Regions from separate parts of the Sus scrofa genome. Here region 2 is linked to region 1. A link is a contact called in public HiChIP or PLAC-seq data. All regions are on one chromosome and are shown on one strand. The core of a region is the stretch at or near the end of the contact, and the rest is flanking DNA. Distances in the headings are between cores, read along the strand shown.

Region 1 (5,863 bases), core at 3,313-5,812:
CCCCTTGGAACCACGGGGTTCTCGTGGGCTCCTCTCTCTCCCTCACCTTGACCCCAATGTTAATTTCTCCCTCCATCCCTTTTGGGAAGCAGTCGCCAGCACCTGCGCTTTCCCTCCCATCTTTGTTCCAGTGCTATCCTACTGCCTCTTCATATTTTGTGTCTTCATAAACTGATTTCTTCATAGTCCATTCCTTTCCTTTCAGTCTGGCTCCCCTTTAATCCCCTATACCTGCGAGCCTCCCCACCCTAAACCATTCCTTCCTGGCACGCTTCACTTTGCCTACCAAACCATCAAGGTCCCTCAGCCTTACCTGCTGGAACGTGTCGCCAGTTCCCTGGCACCCTTCCTCCTCCACTGGCTGCCCCTGCTCCCGACACGCCCCCCACCCCCAGAGCTGGCTGGGTTTTGCCGCCTTTGTCCTGGTCAGAGTGCCCCCGCCTTGCTGCTGACACAGATCTGTTACTATCTTCAAAACCAGTCCCCAGTTCAGTGGTCAACCATTCCTTCTACGCACAACTGTATCTTGTTCTTGCTTTTAATTGCCGTAGAACTTTTTCCCCTATGTTCCATGGATGTCTGGGCTCCCCAGATAAGCTGTAAGTCCTTCTAGGGCAATAATTATATCTTCTATGCTACTGTTTTCATGAGACTGGCCCAGGATTGGAGTTCCCATTGTGCTTCAGTGGAAATGAACCTGACTAGTATCCATAAGGATGCTGGTTCTATCCCTGGCCTCGCTCAGTGGGTTAAGGGTCTGGCGTTTCTGTGAGCAGTGGTGTAGGTCACAGATGCGGATCAGACCTGGCATTGCTGTGGCTGCGGCTGTGGCCAGTGGCTACAGTTCTGATTCGACTCCTAGCCTAGGAACCTCCATGTGCCACCAGTGCAGCCCTAAAAATACAAAAAAAAAAAAAAAAAAAAAAAAAAAAAAAAAAAAGACTGCCCAGGATTGTGTCTGTGTGCAAACAAAAATGTTTATTGAATGAGGGAATATGTTTTGTGGTTCATGCACCACAACACAAACCTTTTTCCTCTGGTGGCTTAGCCAAGTCACTGATGGATGGAGCTGGTACAAGTCTCAAGTGAAGCAAAAACATCGGGGGTGGGGGGTGAGCGAGAGCGAGAAAGGGGCTTGGAGGGAGGAGACGAGCGTCTGAATGTGCCTAACTGACTAATAAACATTCTGGTATCAAATTAAATTCGTTCTGGAATTATTTATAGTGGCGAAATTGAAATGCCCACCAATGGGATAATATTTGACAGCTATTGAACATACTATTATGAAGGATATATAGAAGCACAGAAGACAAAAGCACTCTATAAGAATGGTTTCTAACTAAAAGGGTGTATTAAATGCAATATGTTTTTATGAAGCGTGAAAGTCAAGCGCTGACAGTTCTAGGCGAGATGGAATGAACCTTTGGCAAAAGTTGTCCGTTCTATTGATTAGATGGCCACTCTACAGCCCTCCTTAGCCAGCTGCTGCTTCTGTAGCCATCGTCCTTTCTCCGATTTGCCTTTTCTCCTGCCCCAATCTTCTCTAACTATCTCAGTTTGGGCTTTTTAACTTTCATAAAATACCTTGACTAAAACGTACCTGTCTAATGAGCTCTTGCTAGGACCGTCCGTTATTCCTGACACGGTAACACGCTCATAGGCTGCCTCCTGTGGTGAAGCTACATCTAGAGATAATGGCACAAAAACGCTTTGGTTTACTCGGCCTCTGCACATTCTCCCCCCCTTCCTTCCTCCCTCCTCCCTCCCTCCTCCCCTCCTTCTTCCTCCCTCCTTTCTTCCCTTCCCTTATTCATTCATTCCTCTCTGCCCTCGTCAGTGATTTTGATGATGATACAAAAGGCACATTTAACCTACCTTTGGATAATGTGCAGCAGGACCTCTAGAATGCGCTTTGGATGGCCGAATTGGGGGCAGAAAGATTTCAGCAGGCAAGAAAGACAGACTCAGTGAAACCTAAAGTTTACTAAGAGTGTGTATAAGGGTCTGCAGTTTGTATCGTCAAAAGCTGTGGCTGCCCCCGTACAGCCAGATCGCAGCTCCAGCGAAAAAGCCTCAGAACTTTTAACCAGGAGTGAGTTCCACAAGCGTCCAGAGGACAAAGTGGCCGGGCTGAGAGGGCTCCTTTGATCTTAGGCTGCAGTAACAGAAGTATAGTATCTACATCACAGCCCCTAGGGAGGAAGTACAGGGTTAGCTAGGAGACCAGAGCTAGGAGACACAGGCTCAAGAAGAAGCTGAAAGCTCAAATCAATCCAAATGAGATAAGCGGCCACAGCCCCAACCAGTGTAAGGAGCGAGTGCTCAAGGACAGAGCGAAGGGTGTGGAGCCGATACAAGAGGAGTGAGTCTGTCCACACCCAGGGGCCCGTAAGGAACTCAGGACTTTGCATGGGAGCAACAAAACCCTGGGTGTGCCTGCCTGGTGACCTCAGCAGCGCTTGCCCAGGGAGGGCTGAAGGTGAACTGTCAAGAGGAGATGGGCTGGGAGCTGTTCGTTTTCTAGTTGTATTGAAGTATGGTTGATTTACAAAGTTGTCTTCGTCTCTGCTGTACAGCAAAGTGATTCAGGGATACACACATATGTTCTTTTTCATGTTCTTTTCCATGAAGGTTTAATCACAGATACTGACTCTAGTTCCCTGTGCTGTACAATAGGAACCTGCTGTTTATCCGTGATAGAAGTAATAGTTTGAATCTGCTCATCCATCACCCCACCCCTCGGCTCAGCAACCACACGTCTGCTCTTTATGTCTTTGTGTCTGTTTCTATTTCCTAAATATATTCCTGTGTGTCACATTTTAGTCTTTATTTTTATTTGTCTTTTTAGGGCCGCACCTTTGGCATATGGAGGGTCCCAGGCTAGGGGTCGAATTGGAGCTGCAGCTGCTGACCTACGCCGAAGCCACAGCACCAGCAGATCCAAGCTGCATCTGCGACCTATACCACAGCTCGCGGCCACGCCGGATCCTTAACCCACTGAGTGAGGCCAGGGATCGAGCCTGCATCCTCATGGATACTAGTCAGATTTGTTTTCACTGAGCCACAACGGGAACTCCTGTGTCATGTTTTAGAGTCCACATATAAGTGCTGTCACACGGTATTAGTCTTCTTTCTCTTTCTCAATTCACTTCGTGTCATAATCTCTATGGTGATGCATCCATGTTGCTGCAAATGGTATTACCTCATTCTTTTTTATGACTGAGTAGTATTCCTTTGTGTGTATGTACCACATCTTTACCCATTCATCTGTTGATGGATCTCAAGATTGTTTCCATGTTTGGCTATTGTAAATAATGCTGCTATGCACATAGGGGAGCATATATCTTTCTGAATTACAGTTTTATTGTGATATATGCCCAGGAGTGGAATTGTGGGATCATATGGCAACTCTATTTTCAGTTTTTTGGGGAACCTCCATACTGTTTCCCATAGTGGCGGCACCAATTTACAGACCCACCAACAGTGTAGGAGAGCGCTGGGAAGCGCTTTTTTCATACAACTCCGAGGGTTTTATAAAGTCATTTGGTTCTTATAACCAACCATAGGTATTCAGGCTATGCGGTGTGTAGCCATGGAGCGTAGTTGGTCTTTGCGCTGAAGCTACCTAACCCATGTGAGGACAAAACCCTGGCTGTGACCGCAAGCTGACCAGCTCCACTCTTGGTCCACTGGAAGAAGATGGGACCTGGGTTCCCTCCTGTCTGTCACGGTGATGCTCCCACACTGTTACTCAGTCTTAAAGCTGCTGGTTTTACCCACAGGGTGCCTCTGAATAGGGACTCAAAAGAATCCTCAAGAGAATGTTTGTAGCTGATAACAAGAGAGTGTCTGGTTTTGCAGATGAAATGTTCTTTTGTATGTGAGCGGGAAGCAAGCAGATCGTCGACTTCAATGGCTTTTTATACCGACCAGGCGACCGGGCGACCAGGCGACCAGGCGTGTGGAAACGGATCTTTCCCATCACTACTATCTGTTAACCCCTTTCCTTCGTGATGGAGCCGGAAGAGTGCCGTGGCCCATTCTCCTTCAAAGGTATTATCTCTTTTGAGGCGGGAGAGTTGAGAGCCTTACCCTGATTTCTCATCAGTTGAGCTTAGTCATTTAACATTTATCTGAGCTAAAATGAAATCAGGAACAAACCCATGTGACAACTCGAAGCATCTTGAGTTCTTTGTGAGGAGGTTAATGCATGTAACCAAAGCCACGTAGTAAAGAAACTGCTGATTGTGATGAAAAAGCCTGAAACTTTTCCAAAGAATAGTTGGGGAATCGGTGGAGAACCGCTCTTCATGCAGGATGATTTGGGGGTAAATGAAGTTAGCTTCCACCAAGACTCTTTTAACCTTAAAATAACTGAGCCAAGCACTGGCATTGCTGATTGACATCTGAAATTAGCAAGGCTGTTGCAGCTGCGCATCAAATACTCTCCTGGCGCCACAAATAAACGCCATGTGTATTCAATTCTGGCAGCACGTTTGCGGAGTGGTTCTCAACCAGCCCCTGAAGAGTTGTTGCGGTCAACTTTTGTCGATTGTACGATTGTACGGATGAACCCCATCGCCAAAGTCAGCCAGCCGTCTCTCCTAAGAAGCGCTTTCGAGTTCTCGGGACCTACCGCCCTGTCTCGTGGACCCAAGCTCCCCCAGCACTGTGGTCCTCGCCCAACAGTGCCATGGCATCTTTAGGCCATCAGTCTCCCGTCTTCCCATCACGGTGGTCTGGGGCTTAACGCAATGCCTGGCTCGGTGAGAGGCTGCAGCAGGGGCCCCGCTGACTGCGTTTCTTGGGAGAGCGCGTGGGAGTGCCAAGCGGCTCTGAGGTGAGGCAGGGGCACACCGCGGCTCTGCAGGTGGGTCCCAGATTGGGACCCAGCCTGGGGGACGAGCTGTGAGAAAGACCCACTGTCAGCCTCGAATCCAGCGATTCGTAATTCACTGTCCACGGAATGATACTGCAGTTTTGGAGGAATCGAGCTTGGGGGAGGAGGGAAAAAAGAGCCAGGGCGAGTGGAGAAGGGCCCCGGGAAAAGGGGTGGCGAAGCCCGAAGACGCGCACAGGCTTGGAGCTGCTGCTCCCGCGCCCCGGCCCCAGGTACGCGGCCTCGGGGTTCCCGCGTCGGGCGCCCAGGGGCGGAGGTTTGTCCCTGCCCTGCCGCCCAGAGGAGTGGCAGCTTCGGGTTGCCTAACCTTCCCGGGTAGGAGGCAGTCCAGTCCTCCAGGAAGAGTCGCTGGCCGGCTGTTTAGAAGCCATCACATTCCTTTTACCGTGACCACCTGGCAGGTTCCAATAGAACTATTTTCAAACCAGCGGGATTTACAGGGACAAGACGGGGCCTCGCCGTGGAGCCTGGGACGATAGCAACCTTTGAGGTAATGGAGACATAATTGGGGACCAAGGTGGAATTCGTGTGGTCGCAAATGATTTAGTGCCTCACGTTCGTTTCACCGGGTTTTGTTCGAAGAGCCGCGGAGTCACTCGTCTTGCGTAGCAAGCTGCCATCAGAAAGATTCCTCTCGAGCATTTAGGAAATAAAGGTCAAGGGCTCGGCCCCTAGGAGTTGCAGGAGCAGCTTCGTGCCTCTGCCTTTTCAAAGGTATCAAGAGGTTATTGCTTGTTTTGCTTCTAGGCAGCGGAGGGTTTAGGAAATGACTTGGGCGGGTGCATCTGTGCGGCCGAAAAAGACACAGTCGCGCTCCCCAGGGACCTGAGCGGCTTCGCTGTCTTCCCGAAGGTGCCAGCCAAGCGTCCGGCCCCCGAGGGCGCTCCTGGCGCAGTCCCCTGTGCCGAGCGTGTCCGGCGCCTTCCTAGACGTCTGGGGACAGTGGAGGAGTCGGGGGCGGCG
Region 2 (5,860 bases), core at 3,260-5,759, 120 kb before region 1:
AATTTGTTCTTGGTGAATTCATGACGACTCGTAGGGCTTTTTCTTGGCCTTCTTTTCTGAGTGCTCTCGACCGTGTCCAGGGTGAATTAAGCGGAAGGGTTTTGTTTCTGTAACACAACCTTCTCCATCTGAACACTGAGACCGTGCTTTCCTGCAATCAGTGTTCTGGCCGCTCTCCTCTGAGGATGGTTCTTCAGGCAGCACCTCACGTCTTTTTTTTCCCAGGACTGTTGTTTTGTTACCTGGACCTCGAATGAAGGGTGAACGGTGCTTGCTGGAGCCTGACCTCACTGACAACAGACAGGAGTTATGCCTGGGGTCTGTGATGCTCCACCTGAAGTCGAGAGTCAGGGTCACGGCAGGGGGACCCAAAGGCCCTGTGGGATTGGGAGAGGTTAGCCGGTTGCTAAGACAGAAAAGGAGGACTCTGTGACAGGAGCCCGTCCTTCTCCCACGAAAGATCCTGTGTGTCTTAAGCCTGCAAGTGCGAGTCAAGAGAAAGACCAAAGAAAAGTAGAGGCCATGACCTAGAGAGAGCTGAGAGCGGGTTGGGACGAGGTTTGAGGAAGAGTTTCTCCAGGCAGGGCATTGAGGAAACAGCACCCGCAATGTGGGTGCCCCGTGTGTGTGCGCGGCGGGGCGGGGGAGGTGTATGGGGTGGTTGTGGGGGGGATACGGGGGTGCAGGGTGTGTGTGTGTGTACATACATGTGTATGGGCACAAGTGAGACAGACATTGGAACTGGGGGCAAGGCAGTTTTGCAAGTGATCTAATCTATGCAGCCTAACCTTAAAAGGCTGGGGAATTCCTACCTGCTACCTTTCAGTAATGTGATGTTGACTCATGTTTATAATTCATCGTGAGGCTCTTAAGAGCAAGTACAGGAGTTCCCCTCGTGGCTCCCTAGTGGAAATGAATCCGACTAGGAACCGTGAGGTTGCAGGTTCAATCCCTGGCCTCGCTCCGTGGGTTAAGGATCCGGCGTTGCCGTGAGCTGTGGTGTAGGTCAAAGACACGGCTCAGATCCAGCGTGGCTGTGGCTGTGGCATAGGCTGGCGGCAAGAGCTCCAATTAGACCCCTAGCCTGGGAAGCTCCATATGGCACAGTGTGGCCCTAAAAAAAGAGAGAGAGAGAAAGTACAAATGTTGATCCCTCAAAGCCAGGAGGTAACTCCTGTGGGAGTGGTCAGTGTTGAGGAGGGTGGGGCCGGAGAGCCAGCATCCCTGCAGGGCAGCCTTTGCTAATTCAGGCGTGTGCTTGGGTGGACTGCTGATTGCATAAGGGCAAGCCTGGGTCCTCTGCACAGGCCAGGGGAGCATTAGCCTTGGAGACAGACAAGCCGGGCGACGGACAAGCCGGGCGACGGTCTTTCATACACCTACTAGCCATGTGACTTCAGGACACTTACTTAGCTTCCCTGTTTCTGTTGCACAGTTTCCTCCATGGTAAAATAGTTTGCTTCGCCCCTAGGGTTGTTGTGAGAATTTAAACGAGTTAAAATACATAAGGTACTTAAAGGGTGGCACCTGGAAAATGTCGTGTCATGTACAAAGTATTACTTTAACTAGGTCTTTCCCAACTTCAGAGGGAGCTGGGATGGGAGTTCCCTGGCGACTTTGTAGTTAAGGACTCAGCATTGTCACTGCTGTGGCACAGGTTTGACCCCTGACCTGGAAACTTCCACATGCTATGGGTGCAGGCAAAATAAATAAAAAAAATAAATAAGGGGGGAGCTGAGAAAATGAGTGTGTGGCCACGGAGAAAAGAATTCCTGCAAGTGACTCAAACCAGTTACCACTATCCCCCGGGGTTGTGTCAGGACGGATTTCCCAGAGAACAGGGACTCTCCACCTGCATCTACAGAAAATCAGAGTCGTGTTAGCAGGGAGGGAGGGGGAGGGTGGCACTGGCTGCAGGAGAAGCTGCAGACTCTGCTGCACACCTTGCTCTCCAGGTGAAGCACGGAGATGCCTGAGGCTGCCCCCAGATGGCCCATCTACCGCGTGGCCAGCCACGGCCATATCTAGGTCCCTTGTTTCAGTGTTCCTGTTGGGTACCAAACAACCTGATAGCTTTCTGCTTCCTACGTAGCATGGCCCAGATCCGGAGTGCTGATACACCAAATTTATAGACCTCCGACATTCTGACAAGCGCAGGACAGCTGTCACACGAACCCATGCCAGCAGTTAAAGGGTCATTCTAAATGACCGTGCATCCGACTCAGAGCTCCTGGTGCTGGGCTACTTGGCTATGAGTCTCATGGTTGTCTCTGTCGGCGGTGCTCTGCTTGGCTTCTTTGACTAGAGAACTTGCATAAGAACACGCATTTCCATTGCGTGCAAACAGCACCGGCTATTCGGGCTTGAACCGAAGTGAGTGAGCTCTTTGTCGCCAGCGCACTTGTTCCATTTTGAAGTGATGATGTAGATTTCCAATGTCAGAAGGACGGATGATGATTCCATTATGAAATGTGATACAGAAATTAACCTCGCAAGGGTAAAGCCTGTGTGGCAATGAGGAAGTATAGGCAGGTGTCGTAATTAGTGTTAAGTGAACAAAGCATCGAGCAGACATTCTGGGTCCACCCATGTCACTTAGGGCTCTTTCCAGCCAAGTTCCAGCTGCCAGACTGAGCATCCCTGACCCGAGGCGGAGGGGGGGGCCCTCTTTCTTGAGCACCCCCTGGTTGCGGAACCCACACATGAGCTACCTTCTCCCCCCCAGCAGTCCTCAAACAGTGGCGGTTGGGAGTCCATGTCTAAGGACCCCAGTTCTCCAGTGCCCCCTTGAGCTGCATGTTTTGCACCATGTCCCCAAACATCCTCGGGGGTTAAGCTCCTGTCATGTGATAACCATGCTCTGTTGGCAGCGTCCCCTTCCCCCTGTTGACTCCCCACGGCCCCAGGGGTGTTGGCTGCTCTTCTCGAAGACTCTGTCTCCGTGTGGGTACCCTGTCGCAGAGCCTGCTTTGGGGAGCATCCGCTACGACATAGGTAGGGATGGGGGATTGTAGACACGTCCCCAATGGCCCCTCTCGGTGATGGGTATACACACAGGCCAAGACAAAAAGGAAAAACACAACCACAGCAGGAGTTGGGGTCAGGGTGTTGAGAAGAGGTTAGATTTTTTTCCCTTCTATTTTCTAAACCTTCAGTGAAGTTGTTGCGTGAGTCTAAACGTTTTTTGTTTTATATTTTTGAGTCTCCATAAACACTTCGGTCTGCCTCAAATCCATATGCACAGAAAGGCTGGAAGCAGAAGTGGGAAATAGCTGGTGAGGAAATAGCTGGCCTGCAGAACAGTATGTTGTAAGGAGGGCAAGGCTGAGAGCGTGGGGGCAGTGAAGTTTCTGGAGCCAGAACCTGACCTGCGTCTGGTCCACATCGAACACCTACACAAACTCAGGGTGTACAGCGCCCAAAGTACAGCAATGTCTATTTTTTCAAAGAGCAAACTGCCTAAGTGCAAACACATATTGCATTCATTCGGGTTTTTTCTAAATTCCAAATAACTTAGCATTTTCTTTGGAAAATTCCTTCACAAATAAGTAAAATCGTTTGTGTGCAAATACTGATCTACAGTTTATATGATTGGAGCTTCTTTGATTTTACGGAGCTGTTTTTCCTTGTAAAACCTATTTTTAACCAGAAGAGGCGAGCTTGGTTATCTTGCATCCGGAACATGATAGTAGGCTGTAGGAATGAACATGTTACTTGACTTTTCCATCATTTTCTTCTTTAAAACTTTTGATTTTAAAAAATACACATGGGTGCGTGCCATGGATTCTATTGTAAAGGACATTTAGACCCCAAGTCAAGAGCTGAAGAGATCGTGGGTGTAAAAGCAAATTATTTGGACGTGTAATCTCTGCGATAAACATTGTACCCAACAACCATCAGTTTTTGAAGTGGGGAGTGGAAAGCTACCACATCCAAGCGGGTAGGTGATTTTATTTGAAAGGCTAATTAACTCAACGTACAAGTTTTTCTTCTCCCAAAGACAAAGCGAGGGTGGGGTAACTGTCTACCAGTAAAATGAGGAAGGAAAAAGTTCTCTTTACCTCTTGTTACCTTTTTCTCATGGGAGGGCTGATGCAGGCTGTTGGATACAGTGGTGAAAGGCCCATGCTTTTGGAGTTCCCTTGTGGCACAGCACGTTAAGGATCTGGCATCCTTGCAGCAGCTCAGGTCACTGCTGCCGCATGGGTTTGATCCCTGGCCCAGGACCTTCCACATGCCACAGGAGCAGCCAAAAACAAACAAACAAAACCCCACATGCTTCAGAGCTAGAGAGATGATCTAGGTTCAAATTCTGTTTCAGCCACTTACTGGCTGGGAGATCTTGGGCAAGTTACTTTTTTCTCCGTGCTGCTCTTCCTTCCCCTGAAAATAACATCATGCCCAAGAGAAACAGCCCTTCCTAAAAACAAAGAATGGAAAGCAGCAGAACTGCCCAGGAGCAGAAGCATCTATGGGAAAATGACGCAGCAGAGAAACTGAAAATTATGCAGCAGAGAAACTGAATGAACCGCAGCTGCTTGTGCAAGTGCGGACGGCCCCGAGGAGTGAGATGCCTGGTGAACAAGCGTGCCACCCTTTTTCATCACGTCCAAATCAAACTGAAAGAGCAATAAAGCATCTGGGCACACGAGAGAGAAGCAAAGAATGCACAGTTCTGGGTCATGGTTGTGTGTGGGGAGAGCAAGAGAGGGGGTTGGGCAGCAGGTTCACGGACAAGGTGGTTTTGTTATTGAAGATATGAATAAATGACTAAACGATGAACAAGAGAGGGCCATGCCTGGGACAGCAGTGTGTTCTGAACCAGTTAACCCAATTACACGTTACTCCGTGCTGGGCTAGTACATCTGATCTTGCAAAAAAAAAGAAAAGAGAAAAAAAAGAGAGAGAAAGAGACAAAGTAGAACCTACTTTATAGAGCTGTGACAAGAATTAAATGAGAAAATGCATGTCACATGCTTAACATGCTGCCTAGAAAATAGTACGTTTTTAATAGATGGTATCTCAAATTGCTATTTTGCAAAACCATAGTTTTTAGACTCTTACAGACTTAGAAATGTCTCATAGACTTGGAATGTATCAATTTCAACCCCACAAGATGAATTCTAAGACTGTTCCTGTTGTCAGTTCAGCTCTGCATCTATTCCAGATGAAGAGAACAGATCCTCGAATCCAGCCATTCGTTTTTGAGGGCCTGCCACGTGCCAGGTGTTGCGCCGGGTCCTGTGGCAGATCTGGTGTTTGCCGCTGCGGGGTACAGGGTGGCGAACGAGTCAACAAATAATTGCACGGTCACCGAGGTGACTGGGGCCAGAGGAGAGGAACGCGGTGCCACCTGGCCCTGCTGACCCACGGAGAAGCAGCACAGGCTGGCCCCAGCCGTGAGAGGTCCGCAGCCCAGCTGCACCTCCCTGGGTGAGTGCCAGGCTCAGGGTTGTGAGTGAGCGCCTTAGCCTGAGTCAAGCCTTGAGAAGCGTGCCCCGCACACAAGGAGCATCATGGCAGTGTTATAAATAAAACGCAGCAAGTGTACGGACCGAAGGATTCAGCTGCCCACTTCCATTTTTATCCACCGCACGCAAAGACCTCTTATGCGGGAAAGGGGGGTTTTCTTTCCACCCCGGCCACTGGAACAACTCCCATCGGCTGGGTGGCTTAGAAACAGCAGAAATTTCTCCCGATTCTGGAGGCCGAGAAATCCATGATCAAGGCACCAGCAGACTCAGGGTTCGGTGAGAGCCCACTTCCTGGTTCTTGGCACCTCCTTGCTGTGTGCTCACGGGGCGGGAGAGCAAGGCCTTTCTCTGGGGTCTCTTATGAGGACAGAATGCATCCTCCTGCC

Evidence for each region. HiChIP or PLAC-seq counts read pairs in DNA pulled down with a chosen protein or histone mark.
Region 2: a contact with region 1 is called in an H3K27ac HiChIP or PLAC-seq map of alveolar macrophages. The contact joins the enhancer-like site here to the promoter of FLT1 in region 1. A contact is called at or near these places in 1 of 5 promoter capture datasets (liver), 7 of 47 Hi-C or Micro-C datasets (embryonic fibroblasts, fetal heart ventricle, heart right ventricle and 3 more) and 2 of 2 datasets of contacts at active chromatin or transcription factors (alveolar macrophages and skeletal muscle).

What each region holds. Positions count from the first base shown.
Region 1 is chr11:5,795,794-5,801,656 of Sscrofa11.1, reverse strand. It overlaps FLT1 (vascular endothelial growth factor receptor 1), which reads left to right and starts at 4,562. Exons shown (of 30, transcript XM_021065525.1): 1 at 4,562-4,840.
Region 2 is chr11:5,920,035-5,925,894 of Sscrofa11.1, reverse strand. No RefSeq gene overlaps it. Among named protein-coding and RNA genes, the nearest start is that of POMP, 31 kb to the left of the region's middle. Within about 2 kb of position 4,509, at least 2 of the 83 cell types and tissues checked have an H3K27ac peak or open chromatin away from gene starts, as enhancers often do. A contact at or near this core is called in alveolar macrophages, where this site is marked.